Regions from separate parts of the Cricetulus griseus genome. Here region 2 is linked to region 1. The links are chromatin contacts, called in public Hi-C maps. All regions are on one chromosome and are shown on one strand. Each heading gives the region's core, a stretch centred on a gene start, on an enhancer-like site or on the middle of the called end of the contact. The rest is flanking DNA. Distances are from core to core; before and after follow the strand shown.

Region 1 (4,806 bases), core at 1,154-3,653:
GAGACTCCTTTCCCAGGTAATTCTAGACTGTGTCAAGTTGGCAGTTAAAACTAACTACCACAACCAATAAGGGCCAAGGTTTGAGCCCTTGGTAGTCTCAGGTTGTTGGAATTTCTACATGGGCATCAGTCTGCCCTTAAGGGTTCCAGTGAAGAAGGTGGAAGTTGCGTATGAGGGTAGGTGAGATGATGTTATGGCTGGTTTGGGAACATACAGTCTGCTCCAAGGTCACTCATTGTCCTCTGGGGAGGGAGAAAGCCTGTGCAGGACTCAGCAGAATGAGATTAGAAGGTGGCCACAGGGAAGACTCAGAGTGAGGCAGGTCAAGACAGGCCAGGTCTTGGGCTGAAATAGATCAGGCTCACGGGCACCACATTTAAGGAGGTGTTCTCTTGTGATGCCATCCACCTGAGTTGTGTGCCTCACTATACACTGGTACCAAAGAGATAGGAAGAAGAAACATATGAGCAGAAGAAGGGGAAGATGATTTCTATGGCAGAAGCTCCAAGGGGATAATGGGATGCATATTTCTTAGACCCTTTTTGTCAGCACTCTGAGGTGATGTGTATCAATAAACTTTCTCGAGGCATCATGGGAAATGGCAGTGAAGGAGAACTGTAGTGGGATGGCTTGACTTCTTCATTCAGCCCTCCTCATCCTCCCTGTAACAACATGCTGGCTTCCCAAGGCTCTTCTCCTCTTCTCTGTGGGATGGGTGGCTTGGGAGTGAAGGATACAGGGAACAAATTCTCTGGTCTAGATATCCTAGACACACACTCCAGACCCACAGGGCTGAGCATCTGACCACCTACCTCCACATGGTAGGGCTTCTCCATAAAAGCCAAGTGAACCAAGATAGGCATGTTACATAATAAGGCAACATGTTATTAATGTCAAAGATCCAGGAACATTGGACCCAGATCTGCACAGTAAAATGGGTTTTCAGGGAAGGCTCTGTGCACGAGCAAGGTGAAGAGGCTTCAGTGGTGGTGGCACCTGTCACATGGGTCTGTGATCTTATTACCTACCATCCATTGTCCCTAGAAGGTTCATTTGTCTCACACTTACCACAGGCAGTGGTGCTCCCCTAGTGGACTTACCTATTGCACCCAGACTCAATTGCCTGTTGCACTTGTCACTCACGTGGGTTGTTTGATTTCTTCTTAACCATCACTGTATTTAGTGGGGCAACTAAATTTGGGGGAACAGAGAGGGAAAAGCAAGAAGAATGGAGAAAAGTTATGTTTGGGATTCAAATGAAGACAGCAGGTAGGGGGATCAAAGGTGGGGAAAATACCTGTGACTTTTGCAGCTATGTCATGAGACAAATCCATCAATTCAGGCAGTTGAAAGAGGGAGAGCCATGGAGACACTCATGATACAGGGCAGGTGACGAACTAGAGCAGGAGCTAAAATGATGGAAGAAGAAAGTACCCTAGCATCTTCTCCCTTACCTGTGGGCAAGGTGACTTTGGCCAAGCTCCTATCTAGTTTTGATGTCTTGATAGTATGTCACTTACACCTATCTTTTGGGTCCAGAGCCTGGAGACTGACTTCCTTGTCTGAATCTACTGGGACTCACTAGAGATTTGAATCTAAGCATTACAATTTGAGATCTAAAATTAACGAATATGTTAGGTGAGATTATCCCACCATTTCCAGCGAGTCCAGTGAATGAAACGCATGATTCCTAGTATGTCACAGAAATGCTTCCAGTCCAGAGCTCTGCCTGCAACTGACTTCCATCCTGGGTCAGCAGGTAGACTCTGTGATGAAGAGTCAGGGGGCAGACAGGTTTGGTTTGGAGAAAGTTTAGAGAGGGCTTTTTTTTTTTGTCTGTTTCCCCCTCTTTCCCTTATTTCTCCAGAGTGCTTTTAAAACAACATTATGGTGGCTGTGATCTGAAAAATGGGAAGGAATGATAAGGCAGAATCAGTTCTTGTGGCCCAAAAGTAGGGTGCAAACACTCTGGGTAATGGCAGTGGATTGGAAGGCAGCCTTCATGCTAGTCTTTCACTCAGTTGGCAGCTGGATACAGTCACCTCCAACTGCCTAAACCCAAGGAGGGTATAAACAGCCAATGTCCTGAACTCTTGGGTGCTAGGAATTCCATGTATCATCTTATGTCACTGGAACCCTTGCCCCGTGGCACATGGATTATTTGCCCCAACTACAGATGAGGAAAGACTTTGCCCAAAAAGTCTAAATAAGTTGCCCAAAGACAAGCAAGCTGGTTGGCAGTGGAGCGCAGACGCAGGCAAGTGTGGCTCCAAAGCAGCAGAGGGCAGCTTGCTGACTTAGTCACCATCTTCTGCCTTTGTCCTTCCTGATCCTCTCCCCTGACTCACAGGAAGCTACAGAGATATCACAGGCAACTGTCCAGGCTGTGGGTCACACAACTCCCAGTCATACTGATGTCTCATTGCCTGGATGAATCCTTCCAATTCTGTCCTTGGCTCCAGCCCTCCCTCAGGATGTAGGCACATTCTCTGAGGTTTCCCTCCCACCAGCTACAGCCTTAATCATGGCCGCGCCATCCAAGCTCAGAAACACTCTCTATACGTTCTTCTTAATAAAATCCACTTCTTTTACTGCATTCCTTTTTCTCTTCATAAAAAGAACTGAGAAGTCGATTCTTCCTCTTGTCTCTAATCCTTAATTCTTTTGCAAGATGGCCTTGATTTTTGCTCATATACAAAATAAATCTCTTTCTCTCTCCCTGTCTTTCTCCCTCCTCCAACAAAGGCTAGTAATGCTGTGGTTTAGATTTGAGATGTTATATATTAAGGGCTTATCATCCAGCTAATGGCTTTTGGGGAAGTGATTAGATTCTGAAGGTTCTGATGTGCTCAAGGACTAATTCCTTGATGGAGCTATAATGTGAATTCAAAAGTAGGAGGTGTGGGCCAGTTAGTGAAAGTAAGTCACAGGCACACCCTGGAAGTATGGATATTATCGTCATGGTTAGTTTTTATTGTCAACCCAACACAACCTAGAGTGGCATGGGAAGAAGGAACCTCAGTTGAAGAACTGTCTACATTAAATTGGCCTGTAGTCTTGTTTGTGAGGACTTGTCTTCATTGATGATTGATGTAGGTGGAAGGCGCTGGCCCACAGTGGGCAGCACCATCCCTAGGCTTTTCTAGGATTTGTTTCATTATGATCAAATAAATAGGCACTCAAAAGTTGATGGTATAGTGGTTTAAGGAGGCCTGGATACTTCTTAAGCTGGTGGCTGATCTTGCCAAATCTTTAGGATCCTGATCTCTTGGGCATGCAGAACTCAAGAGTTACAGGGCCATGGAGATTTCCACAGAGATTTAAAAGGAACATTGGGAGGGATGGCAATGTGTGGTAGAATCAGACAGCCTGCACGCAGTCCCCCAGTGGGTGATGCCTAGAACTGTGAGGGTGAAGTTGATGTAATTGAGACCCCAGGAAGTTAGAGATGCCAGGAATATGGAAAGTCTACTAAGATAGTCTAGGAGAGAGGCCATGCATACTTCAACAGATAAAGTGGGGTTATATAAAACATTCAGACCTTATATCCAACTACCAAATACCCTGTATACTAGTGGACCCGAGGTACAGAATAATGTTTGCCCTGCTGGATTTGATCCTACACTTCCTTTCTGTGCTCTAATCCTCTGTTTGAAAAGGAATGCTTATTCTGAGCCTTCGTACATTGGAAGTATGTAATGTCTTTTAGAATCTTGCGGGAGTTTGTATTAAGAGCTAAAAGGTTGTCTTGAGTCTATAAACTTAAACTTGAGCTTTTAAGTAATGCTGGGACCATTAAAACTATAGAGATAGACTGAATATATTTTGCATTATAAGGTAGTCATGAGCCTTTAGGGACCAGAGAAAGAATATCACAGTTTGTGTATGAAATGTTTCTGCTGGGCTTACATGCTGGGATTTGATTGCCAGCTTCTGGGCTTTGGAGAAGTGTTTGGATCCTGAAGGTTTTGGCCTAATGGCTAAGTATTTTTGGAAATTCCTGGTTGTAGGTTTCTCCGCCGATGCAATAAGCCAAATCCAGCCAAATTAATAAGACCAGGTTTAATAAACAGAGCAAAGCAACTTCCATGTTACTCTCAGGGGAGATGGGAGAAAAACCATGTGTCAGGTCTGGGGGGCAGGTCTTAAATACCCTGTAGGTATGGTAACGGGCATCTCAGGGGAAGGAGCTACCTCTTGGCTGGCTTTCTGAAGTGGGGGGGCTGGAGAGAGAGAGGTGGGGCTGAGGTGAAGGTTCCACCTAAACACTAATAAATATCTTAATTCTTGGGCATGAAGATGGAGGGGGAGGCATTTTATGTGCCTGAAACCCAAGAAGATTGACTTCTCAGAAAAAGAAGCCAGAGCAGGAGGAATCGAGCATGGTGGCAGCCTCCTCTGTTATGGGGACAAGAAGAAACATATTGCTGAGCTCATTTGGATTTCACAGTCTACATTGCAGTGTTCTTGTCTGTGCAGACACAAATAGAAGTAAAAATAGCTAGAGCAGCAGAAATACAATCTGGGAAACATCCACTTTAAAGATTAATTTGAAGACACAGCACTGCACACCCCTACAGTTACAAATCACTTTTGACAACGGGGATGCCAGTGGAGAGGGACTATCTGGTCATGCTACCAACCTGAGGAGTGCCCTTCTCAGGTTGCTAAGGGAAGTGATTTAAATAAGAAACCTGCTATATAAGCTGACACTTAGGGATTGTGCCACGAGGAAGTAAGCTGTCTGCATACAAATGCATTTTATTAATGAAAAGGCAGATATTTGAAGCAAAGTTCCTTTTTCTG
Region 2 (4,806 bases), core at 615-3,114, 130 kb before region 1:
TGGAGTCATGTCAATCAAATGTTCTGTTCCTGGAAAGAAGTGCTGAATTTGAGGCAGACTAGGCAGGCCAAAGAGACATGTGTTTTGGGTTTTGTCAAAATTACTAAGTCCTTTTTCCTTCTAGGTTCTAAATGAAATGGTGTGAGGCCATGGGAATTAAAAGGACCAGCACAGAGGGAAACTGAGGACAGGTGGAAAAGATTTGGTCTAGTGTCTACTCCTGAGCTCCTGGATCCAGTGGGTCAGAAGAGAGAACCTCCATTCTAAACTTTTTCCTTATATCGGAGAATATGTATTGGTTACCATATTTGCCCTTTTGCCAGCTCAATTTGAGATTAATTTGAGACAAATTTTTGTGCCCTTGTCAGGGGAGGGCATCCCAGAACCAATGCAACATTGTTTCTTAAGCAGGCTGTCCGTAGCTGAGGTCTCCCTTAGCAGGTCCCAGCACTCAGACCTGGGTTTCTTCAACTAGCGATGTGGATCGGTAACCTGCATGGACCTCGCCAGTACTCATATCTGTCACCGTACCTGTTCTCGAGTCTAGATAGTGGGAGCCTGGACTGGCTCTTGCAGTTGTGAGAATTCAGTGACGGGAGAAGGCTGTCCTTCCTTGGACAAGTGTGGTTTTCTCACAGACCTTAAGTACAAATGATTTATATATTATATCATATATTAGAACCTAGCATTTGAAAGGAAGGTGCACGTGTGTGTGCATGCATTTGTGTGTGTGTATAACTTTTTAATTCACAAATGATGAATAATATTTTTATTTTCTTTACCTGGACTGTATTTGCTGCCTTTTCTGTCACAGAAGCCAGACCTACAGGAATGTGACTACCTGACCCTTGGCTGGCTATCTCCAGTTCCCATCATCATCAAATCTCTGCGTCATTCATAATCAGCCCCCCCCCCAGTTCCCTCTGCATCCAGAAATAATATGTATCAGTTACATGTTTACAAGGTAGATAACGCCAGTGAATGGAGAGTCAGGAGATGGAACCTAGAGAATGTGTTTGTGACACACCACACCATCAGCTCCAAGTTATAGACGCAAGTTTTACAATCAAGGGTTGTCGAGAGCCCAGGCTTTCCTGGAGCCTGGCAGTCAGGTGATCTGGACTACTCCTCCACCCCCATTCCCTGCCCGCCACTCGACCCCTCCCCCTTGGTCCGAAGGTAGCTAGTTCTCAATGTGGAATGACAAAGGGTGCCTTCTCAATACTAACCTTATCTGGGATGTCAGCAGAGTCGGGGATGGGGGCAAGAGAAAGAATTGTCAGGAGGTGTCTAAGCAGGTGGGTGGTACTCCCAGTTGAGCCTCCCGGGTGCCCCCTGAAGTTAGGGCAGAAAAGGGAGCTGTGTACCAAGAAGGACTAGGGCTCAGGACACGGTAAGGGCACCCAGGTGCGTGAGACCACGCGGTGGGAATGAGATCCGGGTGGCAGGCTGCAGGCTCAAGGAGGTCAGCCCCTCCCCTCCGCCCTCCCGCGCCAATGCCGCAGTCTCTCCGCCCTAGCCCTCTGCAGACGCTGCCCTTGCCCGGCCAGCAGCGTGCTCGGCCCGAGGCGGGGGTTCCGGAGCCCGGAGCTATTTTTAAAAGACGCGTCACCGGGTTGGAGAGGAAGAGCCCGCGCCCGGGCCCATAGTCTGGGCGCGGCCAGCCGGGAGGGTCGCTCGAGCGAGTTTCGAACGACCGGAGCGCGCGAAAAGGCGCTACCGGCCGAGAAGACCCCGCCTGACCCCGGGAGACCGCGGGGCGTGTCAGGGAAGGGGCGTGGCTGGTGGGCGGGCCCAGAGGGGCGGGGCCGGCGCCCTCTGGCCGCTGCAGGCTGGTGGCGGCAGCGGCGGCGGTGGCGGTGGCGGCAGCGCGGGTACTGCAGGAACAGCAAGGCAGCAACGCCGACTGAGACACCCGGGGAAACCCGCGCCCCGCCTGCGCCTCCGCGTCGCGCCGGGGAAGCCGGAGCCAGAGCGGCTCCGAGGCGCCATCGAGGCCAGAGGCTGCTGCAGGGCCGCGGCGCGGGCAAGCCACAGATCCAGGCGGGCGAGCGCGCAGGGCGCAGGCATCCTCCACCGCGGCGTCTGTCCGTGGCGGCTGCGCGGGAGACAAAGCCTCGGGAGGAAGATGCCCGCGGGGCGCGCACCGGGCGGGCCAGGGAGCGGGCGCCTCCGAGCCTAAGTGCGCCCAGCTGTCCGTCCGTTCCGGGGACGCCGAGGCCCAGCGGGTCCAGCAGCGGGCGGGGCCCAGGTGCGCCGGGTCGCAGCGGGCCTGTGACTGCTCGGGGGGCGGCGCCCTCCCGCCGCAGCCGCAGTGGCCGGCGCCGCAGCGAGGAGCCATGGGCAACATCTCCTCTAACATCTCGGCCTTCCAGTCCCTGCACATCGTTATGCTGGGCTTGGACTCTGCCGGCAAGACCACGGTGCTCTACCGGCTCAAGTTCAACGAGTTCGTGAACACGGTGCCCACCATCGGCTTCAACACCGAGAAGATCAAACTGAGCAACGGCACCGCCAAGGGCATCAGCTGCCACTTCTGGGACGTGGGCGGCCAGGAGAAACTACGGCCGCTGTGGAAGTCCTACAGCCGCTGCACGGACGGCATCATCTACGTGGTGGATTCGGTGGACGTGGACCGGCTGGAGGAGGCCAAGACGGAGCTGCACAAGGTGACCAAGTTTGCGGAGAACCAGGGCACGCCGCTGCTGGTCATCGCTAACAAGCAGGACCTGCCCAAGTCGCTGCCGGTGGCCGAGATTGAGAAGCAGCTGGCGCTGCACGAGCTCATCCCGGCCACCACCTACCATGTCCAGCCGGCGTGCGCCATCATCGGCGAGGGCCTCACCGAGGGCATGGACAAGCTCTATGAGATGATCCTGAAACGTAGGAAATCTCTCAAGCAGAAGAAGAAGCGGTAATGCGTCCGGGCAGCGATTGGAAACGAGGCTGAGTGAGCGAGCCACTGAGTGAATGAATGGACGTCTGGGTGAGCGAGAACCCGCGCCCGCGAACAAAGACAACGAACCAAAGCGATGCTTCGAGTTTTTAAGACACGATCTCTGTATCCTAATGCAGGACTTGGAGACTTAACCTGGGATGTGGAGGCTGCATCACCACCCTGCTCGCCACCTGCCCCACCCCCCACCCCAGCTCAGGGGACCTTTTGTCTAAATGCTTGAGCTACAGATGGGGTGGGGTGGGGGTAACCGGCGGGGAGTGAACGTGAGGACGCGAGGGTCCGGTGGTGAGCCCTCTGGCCCCAGGTGGGAAGGTTGGATGTCAGAGACACAAAAGCGATTTCTTCTTGCTCCATCAGGGCCAGAAGTTCAGGCTGCCCAGCCCCCAATGCGGGGGGGAAATCACGTGTGAGTTACCTGAGGTATGCAGTTCACAGAACTCCTGGGATACCCCTGCGGGAGCGGGTAGGCACTGGGGTGTACTGATGGGAGGGTGGGGATGACCGCTCCTTGCATTCTGGAGCTGTGCAAACTGAGTAGTTTTATGTCACAGGGCTGGCCCCTGTTTGCAGTTTCATTTGTCCTGCTCTGGGCCCAAAAGGAGGTGGTGGTTTGGGTCCGTCCAGAGGACTGCCTGGGACCATGCGGCAGCCGGAGGACCCAGGGTGTTGCTGCACTTCTGGCCTTGGCTGGGAATGGCCTGGAAGACGCCACTTTCCAGGGGTGGGTGTGTGTGGTTTTGCTGAGAACTGCTGTTCAGCCTGGCATGAGACCTCTTACAGATGGCCTAGGCCCTATCAGTGTGTTGGTCACTATCACATAAAGAGACCAATAAAACAAAGAAAAACAGAAAACCATTGGAGGTGGTGGTGGTGCCAGTACAGGTGTTCAAAGGGTGAGGTTCTTGACATTAATGCGCTCTCTCTCTCTCTCTCTCTCTCTCTCTCTCTCTCTCTCTCTCTCTCTCTCTCGTGTGTGTGTGTGTGTGTGTGTGTGTGTGTGTGTGTGTGTGTTCCCTCCATACTGCATAATCGGCATAAATACTGGACCCTCTGTGTGGAATTTGAAATTCTCTCAGCCTACTGATTGGTTTGGAGGAGCACACCAACTACAGATGTGTGCTGAATTGCAAAATGGTTTTCTTGGAAGGATGTCTGATCATTCTAACCACGTGGTGATTAGGTTTCAGACATTTTTTTTTAAACAAACAAACAAACAAAAAAAAAAACACTTCCACAAATGAATAATCTTCACTTTGTCCTTTTGTGCCCCTTGGCACTACAAGTGGAGACATGTTCAGATTTCTGAGTTGGGTCTTTGTAGCCTATCTGAGTTCAGTATTTTACTCAAAGTGTGTCATTAGAGTATTTGATGTCATTCACCAAAAGAATAAAACCCCACCTTGGAAATGCTGACCTCGTTTGCATGGATTTGAAGAGAGGAAGGTCTGAAGGATGGAGTCCTTTGGAATTCACCCTGTGGGAGCTGGCCTGGCCTCAGAGCCAGCCAGCACTTTGGTTAAACGCAAACAACAATGAGTGCTTGAGATGAAAAGGGAGCAGGTGTGTGACGTCATGGTCACTGGTACTCAGGCACTTCACAGTTTACTTGAAAAAGGCTTTGGAAAATAGATAAAGTGAAAGAATAAATACATATTTTTAATAATGTAATTTTAAAAATCCTTTATAATCAGGAGTGAGTCTTGGCTTGGTAAAAGCTGCCATTTGTCCTGAAACACAGTATCAAAAGAGAAATTTACAACTAGCAGGTTTTGTTGTTGTTGTTTTTTTTTTTTCAATCTCCCCTCTGAATCCATCTTTTAGGGTAGGAGTTTGGTTTCCCTCCATGA

What was found. Hi-C and Micro-C count contacts between places; a contact is called where the count stands out from the background.
Region 2: a contact with region 1 is called in a Hi-C map of fibroblasts, with 2.1 times the contacts expected there. The contact joins the promoter of Arl4c here to the enhancer-like site in region 1. A contact is called at or near these places in 4 of 8 Hi-C or Micro-C datasets (the CHO-K1 cell line, fibroblasts and liver).

Annotation. Positions count from the first base shown.
Region 1 is chr2:440,124,693-440,129,498 of CriGri-PICRH-1.0, reverse strand. No RefSeq gene overlaps it. Among named protein-coding and RNA genes, the nearest start is that of Arl4c, 130 kb to the left of the region's middle. Within about 2 kb of position 2,403, at least 3 of the 6 cell types and tissues checked have open chromatin away from gene starts, as enhancers often do. A contact at or near this core is called in the CHO-K1 cell line and fibroblasts, where this site is marked.
Region 2 is chr2:440,258,698-440,263,503 of CriGri-PICRH-1.0, reverse strand. Arl4c (ADP-ribosylation factor-like protein 4C) reads left to right here and starts at 1,864. Exons shown (of 1, transcript XM_027397503.2): 1 at 1,864-4,806. The coding sequence starts at 2,340. The coding sequence ends at 2,918.